2 separate regions of the Mus musculus genome follow, and region 2 is linked to region 1. Evidence: chromatin contacts called from public capture Hi-C data. All regions are on one chromosome and are shown on one strand. Each heading gives the region's core, a stretch centred on a gene start, on an enhancer-like site or on the middle of the called end of the contact. The rest is flanking DNA. Distances are from core to core; before and after follow the strand shown. Region 1 overlaps Ap2b1 (adaptor-related protein complex 2, beta 1 subunit). Region 2 overlaps Heatr6 (HEAT repeat containing 6).

The links. Capture Hi-C pulls out chosen DNA fragments and counts their contacts.
Region 2: a capture Hi-C map of embryonic stem cells shows a contact between it and region 1, with 4 times the contacts expected there. The contact joins two enhancer-like sites. A contact is called at or near these places in 7 of 484 Hi-C or Micro-C datasets (bone marrow-derived macrophages, cardiomyocytes, cortical glia and 4 more) and 2 of 9 other capture datasets (embryonic stem cells and liver).

What each region holds. Positions count from the first base shown.
Region 1 is chr11:83,336,736-83,341,601 of GRCm38.p6, reverse strand. Ap2b1 (adaptor-related protein complex 2, beta 1 subunit) reads right to left here. Exons shown (of 22, transcript NM_001035854.2): 9 at 4,741-4,836; 10 at 2,174-2,289; 11 at 163-328. Among named protein-coding and RNA genes, the nearest start is that of Gm23951, 28 kb to the left of the region's middle. Within about 2 kb of position 2,396, at least 5 of the 459 cell types and tissues checked have an H3K27ac peak or open chromatin away from gene starts, as enhancers often do. A contact at or near this core is called in embryonic stem cells, where this site is marked.
Region 2 is chr11:83,774,597-83,779,259 of GRCm38.p6, reverse strand. It overlaps Heatr6 (HEAT repeat containing 6), which reads right to left. Exons shown (of 20, transcript NM_145432.3): 15 at 3,425-3,559; 16 at 2,524-2,646; 17 at 1,898-2,022; 18 at 319-415. Among named protein-coding and RNA genes, the nearest start is that of Heatr6, 23 kb to the right of the region's middle. Within about 2 kb of position 3,214, at least 7 of the 459 cell types and tissues checked have an H3K27ac peak or open chromatin away from gene starts, as enhancers often do. A contact at or near this core is called in embryonic stem cells, where this site is marked.

The DNA.
Region 1 (4,866 bases), core at 1,147-3,646:
CGCTGCAGCTTTGTTATCTAGAAAACAGTGCTGACCAAAACGATCATCCCTTTTGAGACGAAGAAACCATGACAAACAAACATACACAAAAAACTAGCTAACATTTCACCTTCTCAGCTCTTGTTCTGAAGAGATCTAGAGCACGGGATGGAAGAGACTTACCTGGGTGCTTTCGTCATGAAAACCTTCCAGGAAACTCTCTAGTAATTCATCTGCGTTATCGATTCTTTCAGCATATTCTCCTACAATCCAAATCATAGCTGCTCGGGCATCGGGTTCATCCAGGGAGTCCAAGTTTTCACAGAGGGTGGCAATAATACTTTCATACCTGTTGTAACAAATGGACTAGTTACTAAGGCCAAAACTAAGAACTGTATTTAACAGTAGAAGCTAAAGTAAAAAAACCATACACAAGGGATTCCAAGCTGCAAAGGTTTTTAGTCAACAGAATGTAGTAAGTCAAAATTGCATGGCTTAAATTTTTCTTCAAATATGCTTTAAAATATTTTTTATGTACAATTTTATAAATTTGCATATATGAGTGTTTAGCTTGCATGTACGTGTGTGTATCACATGAAGGCCTGGTACTTGCAGAGGTCAGAAGGCAGTGTTGGATCCCCTGGGAGTGGAGTTACAGATGACTGTGAACCACTGTTCTTCAATTATGGTTTGTTGTGTTGAGACAGGGACTCTCTATGTAGACCTTGCTGTCCTATGATTCACTCTGTAGACCAGGCTGGCCTTGAACTCACAGAGATCATCTGCCTCTGCCTCCTGAGTGATGGGACTAAAGGTGTGTGCCACCAAAGCCAGTTCAATTATGTTTTAGTAACTAAGCTTTAAACTTGTACAAGAGCTCATGAGACAGACATGTTCACGAGGGAATAAATTAACCTGTGGTATAAGAAAATACCATTATCTTGTGTTTAAAAATCAACCTTTCTTATAACTACGTATTCACCTTGCTGAATCTATACGTCCTTTACTAACATAACTTAAAATTTTATTTTTATTACTGAAGACTGAACCTAGGATCCAACACATACCAGGCAAACTCTTTCCTATGAGCAGTATTCTCAGCCTACTGCTCTCCTCTTGTTTAAAGCAGGGTCTTGCTAGGTTGCAAGGGTTGGCTTGAGCTTGTCCATGTCCTGTCTTGGCCTCCTGAATAGCTGAGATTATAGGCCCATGCCATCAGATCTAGCTGGCTAATGTGATTTTCAACATTAGACTGAAACAGAATATATTAATGTGGATAACTAGTATACTAGGCCAAGTATCTGCCCTATTCCTACTTATTAAACCAGACTCTGACTATTTTCTTGAAATTAAACTGTCATAACCCCTTATTTACACAAGTTTTACACATTTCTCTATTGATCTTTTTTTTTTCCTTAACCTGTAACAAAACAGTTTAGAAACTTGATCCTTCACTTTTGGAGGGAGTTGAGTAAAAGGTGGTGGTCCTCTTTCTAAAAATAACACTTCTCAAGACAAAACAAAAAAAAAATCTCACAAAAACCCAAATCCTGCACTAATTCTGGACTGCAGGTCTCAGAATCAAAGTATTTTGTTTTATGAACTAAGAGCCCCAGTAAAAACTTTGTGATGTAAATGATCCCTGTGGGAGCAGCCCCAGTGTGTCAGCAGAGGCCAGGGGAGTAACTTATTGAATGCACTCTGCTGCTCCCACAAGGCAGTGGGGCCCCATGCTGAGCAAACAGCATGGCGGCTGGAAAAGTTATTCTGAGAGGAGGAAGGACACAATCATTGGTCTGCATGGAGCGAGTGTATCAAGACACCTAGGGATAAATAGGCTTCCTGTGTAATGGTAACTCTGACACAACAAACAATCTTATGTGTTTGATGTAGTCTATGCCAAGTATATACTTAAGCTAAGCCTCATTTCTACAAAAATAATGAACAGCTGCTATGGTGGCTCATGCCTGTAATCCCAGCACATGGGGCCAACTTAAAACTCCATTCCCATATTTAAACGAGAAGTTTTAGTGTCTGTTTGATACCCACTATGTATCTCTGACTTCATTAAAAAAAAATCTACTATGACCAGTTATATATGGAATAATAATTCTTACCGAGTCAATTTCAAAGTGCCTTACTTATACGTTTCCCAAATGATCTGAGAAAGAAGATTACATGAATTTTGACATACTTGTTGGGGTATTTTCGGAAGATGTCCCTGATGACAACAATTGCCTCTTGGACCACATAATTTACTTTGGTCTGGATTAGATCAAGCAGTGTGCTTACACAGCGTTCTGCTGATTGCTAGGGAAAGAAACATCAACACTTAAGTTAATCCAATAACACTATCTCAACACAGAAAAGGAAACATACAAGTACACTGCCTGAGTCAGACAGGCACTGACTCTGCTAAAGCTACTAGAGGCTAAATGATACAATGTATATCAGCATTAACAATTCTAGGAATATACCAGATTTTATTCATTAGCAAACACATTGAAAACAGTTTTGGGTTTGGTTTTGTGTGTTTTGCTAGGAGCAAACCTCGGGCCTCCCACTGGCTAGTCAAGAGCTCTGCACTGAGCAAGCGATCTCTATCTTCCACATAACTCTGTTAAACGAGTGAACAGTAACCTGGACAATGGGGAAAACATTAAGAAAACCAAACAAACAAAAGCCAGGAGAGTAGAAGGAAAGGAAGGTAACTGAAGAACACATCAACACTGGGGATCCTTACTGGAATTCTTAAGTGAACAGACACTGAATAGGGTGTTTTTGGTGTTTCTTTACTGGCCTCTCCCTTCCTCCCACCCTCCCCTCTCCTTTCCTTCCCTCTCCTTTTCTTCCTTCCCTCTCTCCCTCTCTCTCTAGGAAGTAGGTAGGGGGTGTGTATGTGTGCGTGCTCTCTCTCTCTCTCTCTCTCTCTCTCTCTCTCTCTGATGTGGTTTCTGAAAACTGGGCTCTGGTTCTCATGACAGATCAGCAAATACTCTTAACCATTGAGCCATCTCTCTGGCCTCCAGCACAGCGTGTATCTAAACCTAGGAATTTTGTTTGGACTTACAATTTTTTTTTCATTTATCTATGGCTCAAAATATTCTAAGAGATTTTGTTTATTGTTTTTTGTTTTTTGTTGTTGTTGTTGTTTTTAGACAGGGCTTTTCTTTTTCTTTTCTTTTCTTTCTTTCTTTTTTTTTTTTTTTAAGACAGGGTTTCTCTATTTAGCCCTGGCTGTCCTAGAACTCACTTTGTAGACCAGGCTGGCCTCGAACTCAAAAATCTGCCTGCCTCTGCCTCCCAAGTGCTGGGATTAAAGGCGTGCGCCACCACACCCGGCTCTAGACAGGGCTTTTCTGTAAAGTCCTGGCTGCCCTAGAACTTTCTCTGTAGACCAACCAGGCTGACTTTGAACTCTGAGATCTGCCTGCCTCTTGCTCCCAAGTGCTGGGATTAAAGGCATGTGCCACCACATCTGGCTCCCATTCATCTTTTATTAATTGAATATATACTACAAACTGATAAAATAGATTTCTTGATACTGTGATTTTTTTTTTTTTTTAAGGATAGGATTGTGAGAAAAGTTCCCAAAACTTAATGGCAAGTCTGAACAATTATCCCTCTGAACTATTACAGGTCATTAAATTGTGTGCCTCTTGTCACAATTCAAAAGGAACCACACAACATCATCTAAAACTTTTGACTGTCACAAGCCTCCAGATTTAGTCATCTAAAGGGGACAGAGGTATGAGGTCCAATCTAGACTCTGGGAAAGTCTATTAAGTCTAAAAAGCAATCAATAAGTGGTACTGTATTAGGGCCAGCCAGATGGATCATCAGATAAACGCACTAGCCACCAGGCCTAATGACCTGAGACTGATCTCCAGGAGCCTCATGGTGGAAGGAGAGAATCAATTCCTACAAACTGTCCTCTGACCTCCACATATGGACCTTGGCTCATGCTGCCGCCTTGAACAATAAATATATAAAATAATAAATAAATAGGTAGCATCAAAAAAAAATGAAAATCAAAACAAAATACAATACCTAAGAACACATATTAACCAAAAGCTATGTACAGAAAAGAAAACAAAATAAAAGCCAGGCGTAGAGGCTCATGTCTGGAATCCCACATTTGGGAGACTGAGGCCCAGGGAATGTGAGTTTAGGGCTAGCCTGGGCTATATAGTAAGACTCTGTCTTAAAAAGTAAAACCAATGAGCACCCCAAAATGCTTGGGGGGCAGGGGGTATGCTGAAAAGATAAAAATCTATAACTAAGAAATCAATAAATAATAACAAAATTATTTATGGATATGGAAGTATCAAAATAATCTAATACAAAAGAGTTAAAAGCCATCCTTTTGGCAAGTGGATCTAGGTAAAGAAGGGAAGGAAGCAGGGGCAGTGATGTTTTGTTAAAAATTCTTTAATCTGAGCCTGAGAAGGCTTAGGGATTAAGAGCGATGGCTGCTCTTCCAGAGGACATGGATTAGAGTCCCAGCACCCACATGGTGGTCCATAATCTACCATCTGAATTCTAGTTCCAGGGGGTACGAAAACCCCTTCTGGCCTACACAGGTAGTTGACACATACAAGATACAGACATAATGCAGACAAAACACCCATATACATTAAATACATTTTTAAAAATTATTTTACTCATTAAGTATGTTGACAAACCTCAATGTATACACACTGTAAAATAATGAACACTCACAATCCCATATGTGCGATCTCATCTCCTGGGGGGCCTTACCTCCACTTTGATGGCACACCGTCCAATGGCCCTCACAGCTTTGCGAACAAAGTCCACATCAACTTCAGTGGCATATTCCTTCAGCTCCGCCAGAACCTGTCAAATATCCAAGAAGTAAATAACCTT
Region 2 (4,663 bases), core at 1,965-4,464, 440 kb before region 1:
CCTGACCTAACACCAGAGCCCATGCTTTTAAATGTCCCGTGTGACAGGTACATGCAGGCTCTTTATCTTCCTGGTCAATTCCACTTAAAGATGCATGCTTTCTTTTCTTTCCTTCTTTTTAAATAGATCGCGCAGTAATATCAACAACAAAGGAATGCTGGTACTTCCCACGGGACACAAGCCAGCAGAATCAACTATCTGAGTGTACAGTGGGCAAGCACCCGCCCAGAGCTTCCGTGAACACAGGACGGCTGACAGTCAGACAGCCCAGCTGGAGCAGCTGTGCCCAAGTGTGCACCCTCGTCATCTTGCGCATACCTTGTCTTTGTCTGTGGAGGCTTGTATTGCACACTGCAACATTTTCAAGAGCAGGAGTCCAGAGAACTCATCCTGGAAACTTGGGTCTGGTGTGTCCCTGTCCCACCCCAGGCACAAGGCAGGATAAAAAGAAAACACCACTTAAATGTGTGCATACAGAGACAGAGTCACCACGTACAGACGGTAAAAACTTGAGGGAAAACAGCTTGACAGATCTTTTCAGATCACATCAAGAACTCATATATCTTTCTTGTTTTTGTTTGTTTGTTTGTTTGTTTTTGAGCCAGGGCTTCATTACAGAGCTCAGACTGGCCTGGGACTTGGTATGGAGCCTATGTTGACTTCAAATTTGTGATCCTCCTGACTCAGCCTCCTGAGTGCTGGGATTACAGGCAAATGCCACCATACCTAGGTGTCAATCCTGCAGTTCCACACTTAAGAATGCAATCACAGGGGTATGTCAAAATGGACATTTTATGCCTGGAAGTGTTCACTGCCTGTAGATACCCACAAGTCCAAGGCCTAAAATGAGCACTCAGCAAGGGGATGGAGAAGGATACATCTCTTGGTGGGGTTGGTGTAGCAGGTGTTTATTAAACACCCAGTGCAGAGAATGGCCCTGTGTGCTACACATGCCTCTTATACAGAATTAAGTGACAGAAAGTATGATGGCTGCCAGTTCTAGTGATAGGAATGGGGCATTATGGGAAGGAGGCGGATTCTATACTGCATACCCCTTAGTACTGTTCAAAATCTTTTGACCTGTGAATAAATTCCACACACATACATATATATGTATACACACACACACACACACACACACACACATACACACACACATATATATATATATATTTAAAATTTATTTATTTTTCTTCCTCCAATGGAGTGTCCTGGGTATATCAACTACACTCCAGGGCAGGCTCCTGTTTTTTGAGGGAGGAAGGGAGGGATAGGGGAAGAAAGAAGGGGAGAGAGAAGGAGAGGGAGAGAGATCGATCGAATATGAAGTTGGATGGGTAGGAGGGTGGGAGGATCTGAGAGGAGTTAAAATATATGTAAAAATATTTAATAAAACAAATCCAAAAAACCCCCTCTGCATCCTAAGAACAGAGCAACTGTTACAAAGGTTTTGGATTCCTACTGTGACATTTTCTACAATGTGGGTATACACTTACAATAGCACATGGTATTGTTGAAGATATATATACTGTAATAGAGTAATATGTATTCTTTTTTAAATTTTTTTTTTTTTCTGAGTCAGGGTTTCTCTGTACAGCCCTGGCTGTCCTGGAACTCACTCTGTAGACCAGGCTGGCCTCGAACTCAGAAATCCGCCTGCCTCTGCCTCCCAAGTGCTGGGATTAAAGGCATGTGCCACCACTGCCCAGCATATGTACTCTTAATACATTAAAATAAACTACTGGGTTTATTGCTTAGAGGAATATTAAAACAAAGTAGCAAAAACGCCCGCATAATATGAGGGGATTCTTGCCAATTCTTTCGCAGTAGGGATGAAAGACACCTTTTAGGGATTCTGAAAAAGATGCCACTCAGGGAAAACAGCTGAGTCACTTACATGTTGACAATCAGAGTATCTGTCAGGTTGCCCAGGGACCAGGCTGCTTTGGCGCGCACGTTTAGTGACTTATCTTGAAGTGACATCAATATAGCATTTGCTGTGTCTGCAACAAATATGACGTCCTGTACAACAAACCAGGCTACATTACTAAGGAGTTTACACTGCTGCCTCTGAACCTTACAGCTTATTTTCACAGAAAGCTTTAGGCCTTTACGGTAATTTTGATTTTGATTTAAAAAGTTTGCTATGGAGCCAGTGTGAGCCTGGGACCGTCACCTGTGCGTTCAGTGCTTGGGCTGACTGCCACCTCCCTCAACAACGTCCTGACAGTGAAAGTAGTTCCCAAAAGCACCGTTTCTCAGTCATTACTTCCATGTGGTAACTTCCTCTTTTTCATCCTTAGACAATTATTCACTAATTAAACATTTGCTGCACACTACAGTCCCAGGCAGTGTGTTGAACAATTAGCAAAGGAAGCGCAGGTGCTGTGCAGCGAAATAGCACCTGAGGAAATCTGACCACATAACAGGCTAATTTCTTTCACTGTCAGCGCAGAAGCCTCACGCCCACAAACGGTATAGGTGCCGAGGAACTGGGGGAGGGCACGCCAGGCTTCCTCTTACCTGTCTGAGGCACGGGAAAAGCACGTAGACTCCAAGGGCCCTGGAGGTGGCGGCTTTCACTAGATGGTTCTTGCTGTCATTCAGGCCGAGCAACACTGTAATGCACAAAATCTGCTTGTCGTTCTGCAACGAGAAGGTTTGAAACAGGGAAAGTGAGAAGGAAGAACAGTGAGCCAGTCTTCCAGGAGCAGCTGTGGGGAGAGCGCCTGTGCAGGGTTCAATCCCCACTGCGACCTGCAGCGGACTCCTGTAAAGGGCAGGTGCCTGACACCGGGGCAGGTGTGTGAGCAGGGATTCTGGGTAAGGCGCACGCAGAGCATCTTATCACACTGCACCTTTCAATGACGTGAACAAGTTCATTTAATCCTTCTGCCTCATTACCTGCCTCCCTTATAAAAGCTAATTTACATAACTAAGAACAGTTAAAAAGCCACTGAGGAATGAACAGGAGCAGCCAAAATCAGACAAAGGATCCTCACCCAGGGCGATGGATCAGGTATGGGCTGGGTGAAGACCCCAGGTGGAGGCCTCTTAACAAGGATTTTTAACAGTCACCTCTCATCTGACTCCTCTGATAAACGGATGATACAAAGCTTTAAAGAAATTCAAGGAGCCAAAGAGCTGGAGGAATGGCTGGGATGTGGACCCAAGACTTTCATCTCAGGACACGACATGCTTGTGAAATCCGCCCTCAGAGCTGTGCTGCCCACACCCACACCCTCTAGGGCCCAGGAGGCCAGGCTTTCCTGGAGGAGCAACACTTCACTGTTCTCGCCACAAACTCAACAGAAACAGCTTCTTTATTAAAGAGAGGAGGCTGAAAAGGTTTCAGAACAGAGAATCACGCTGGTGCCCTGATGCCCAGGGCATGGTCAAGGAGTGAGGGTCCGTGGCAGGTTACCGGCAGACTGCTGAAGGCCTCTGGCAAGATGGAGGACAGGGCATCACAGGCGCTCGCCTGGAGAGTCGGGTGCTCTGCAGACTGCAGGGCTCGGGGCAAAGGACCACTCAGCATCGCAGTCCAGAACACCACCACCTGGAATACAGCAAGTTAGAACCAGAGGTGATTTCCTGTAAACCTGCTTCCCACCTTAATTTGTAAAATAAAGGAGAGCTGATGATTGGGCAGATAAAAGGGAAGGTGGAGTGGAAGGAGAGAGAGAGAGAGAGAGAGAGAGAGAGAGAGAGAGAGAGAGAGAGAGAGAGAGAGAGAGAGAGAGAAAATGGAAGTGGGAGAGGATGCAGAGGAGGAGGAAGAAGAAAAGCAGAGCAGAAGCACATGGCCTGGAGAATCCGAAAGTTCTAAGGGGTCTCAATAAATGTGGAAGATGGCAGTGTAGCAGTAGATCCGCCCAAACTAGGCGTACAGCATGTATTCATATTGAGTTGTGTTTTCACTGCAGGGGCATATTTGGGTGGAGATTTACTGCAAAAAGTGGCTAATGTGGGACCTGTGAAGCCATGCCCTCTAGATGCAGCCTTGCAGATGAGAAGAGTTTGGCTGAAGTGGTAGCTTTTTATAAGTGTTTTCACTGTTCATCTTCCAAAGTAATGGAAACAACTTCTGAAATAACCAGCCACATCCAGTAGGACACTACAGTGTAACTGAGTTGACAGAAATAGTGACAATGATGGTGGTGGTGGTGATAGAGAGCAGAGGTAGTAGCTACAGGGTTAATCAACAGTAGCCGCTTATAGTTCAACAGGGGTAAGAAGTCCTGGGGCAGATGAGATGGTTCAGTGTGTAAAGGCACTTGCTGTGCAAGCTGGTGACCTGAGTACAATCTCTGGAACCCAAATAAAAGTGGCCATAGAGAACCAACTCCACAAACTATCTTTTACTCTCCACATGTAGACATTAGCACACATGCCATATCCCAGTAATAATAAATTCTGGTGTGCTTATTCCACAACCGGAACACCATAGATTTGTTCTGAATTTTATCTGTTATTAGTGTGCACATGTATGACCTTTGTGGCCACATCTGTCATGGTGCACATGGGGATGTCAGAGGAAAACTTGGTGGAATTGGTTCCTTATGTGGGCTCCAGAGATCACACTCAGACTGTCAGGTGTGCAGCCTTGGGCGGCAAGCATCCTTCCCGCAGCGCCATTTCACTGGCGCACCATAGTTTTCAA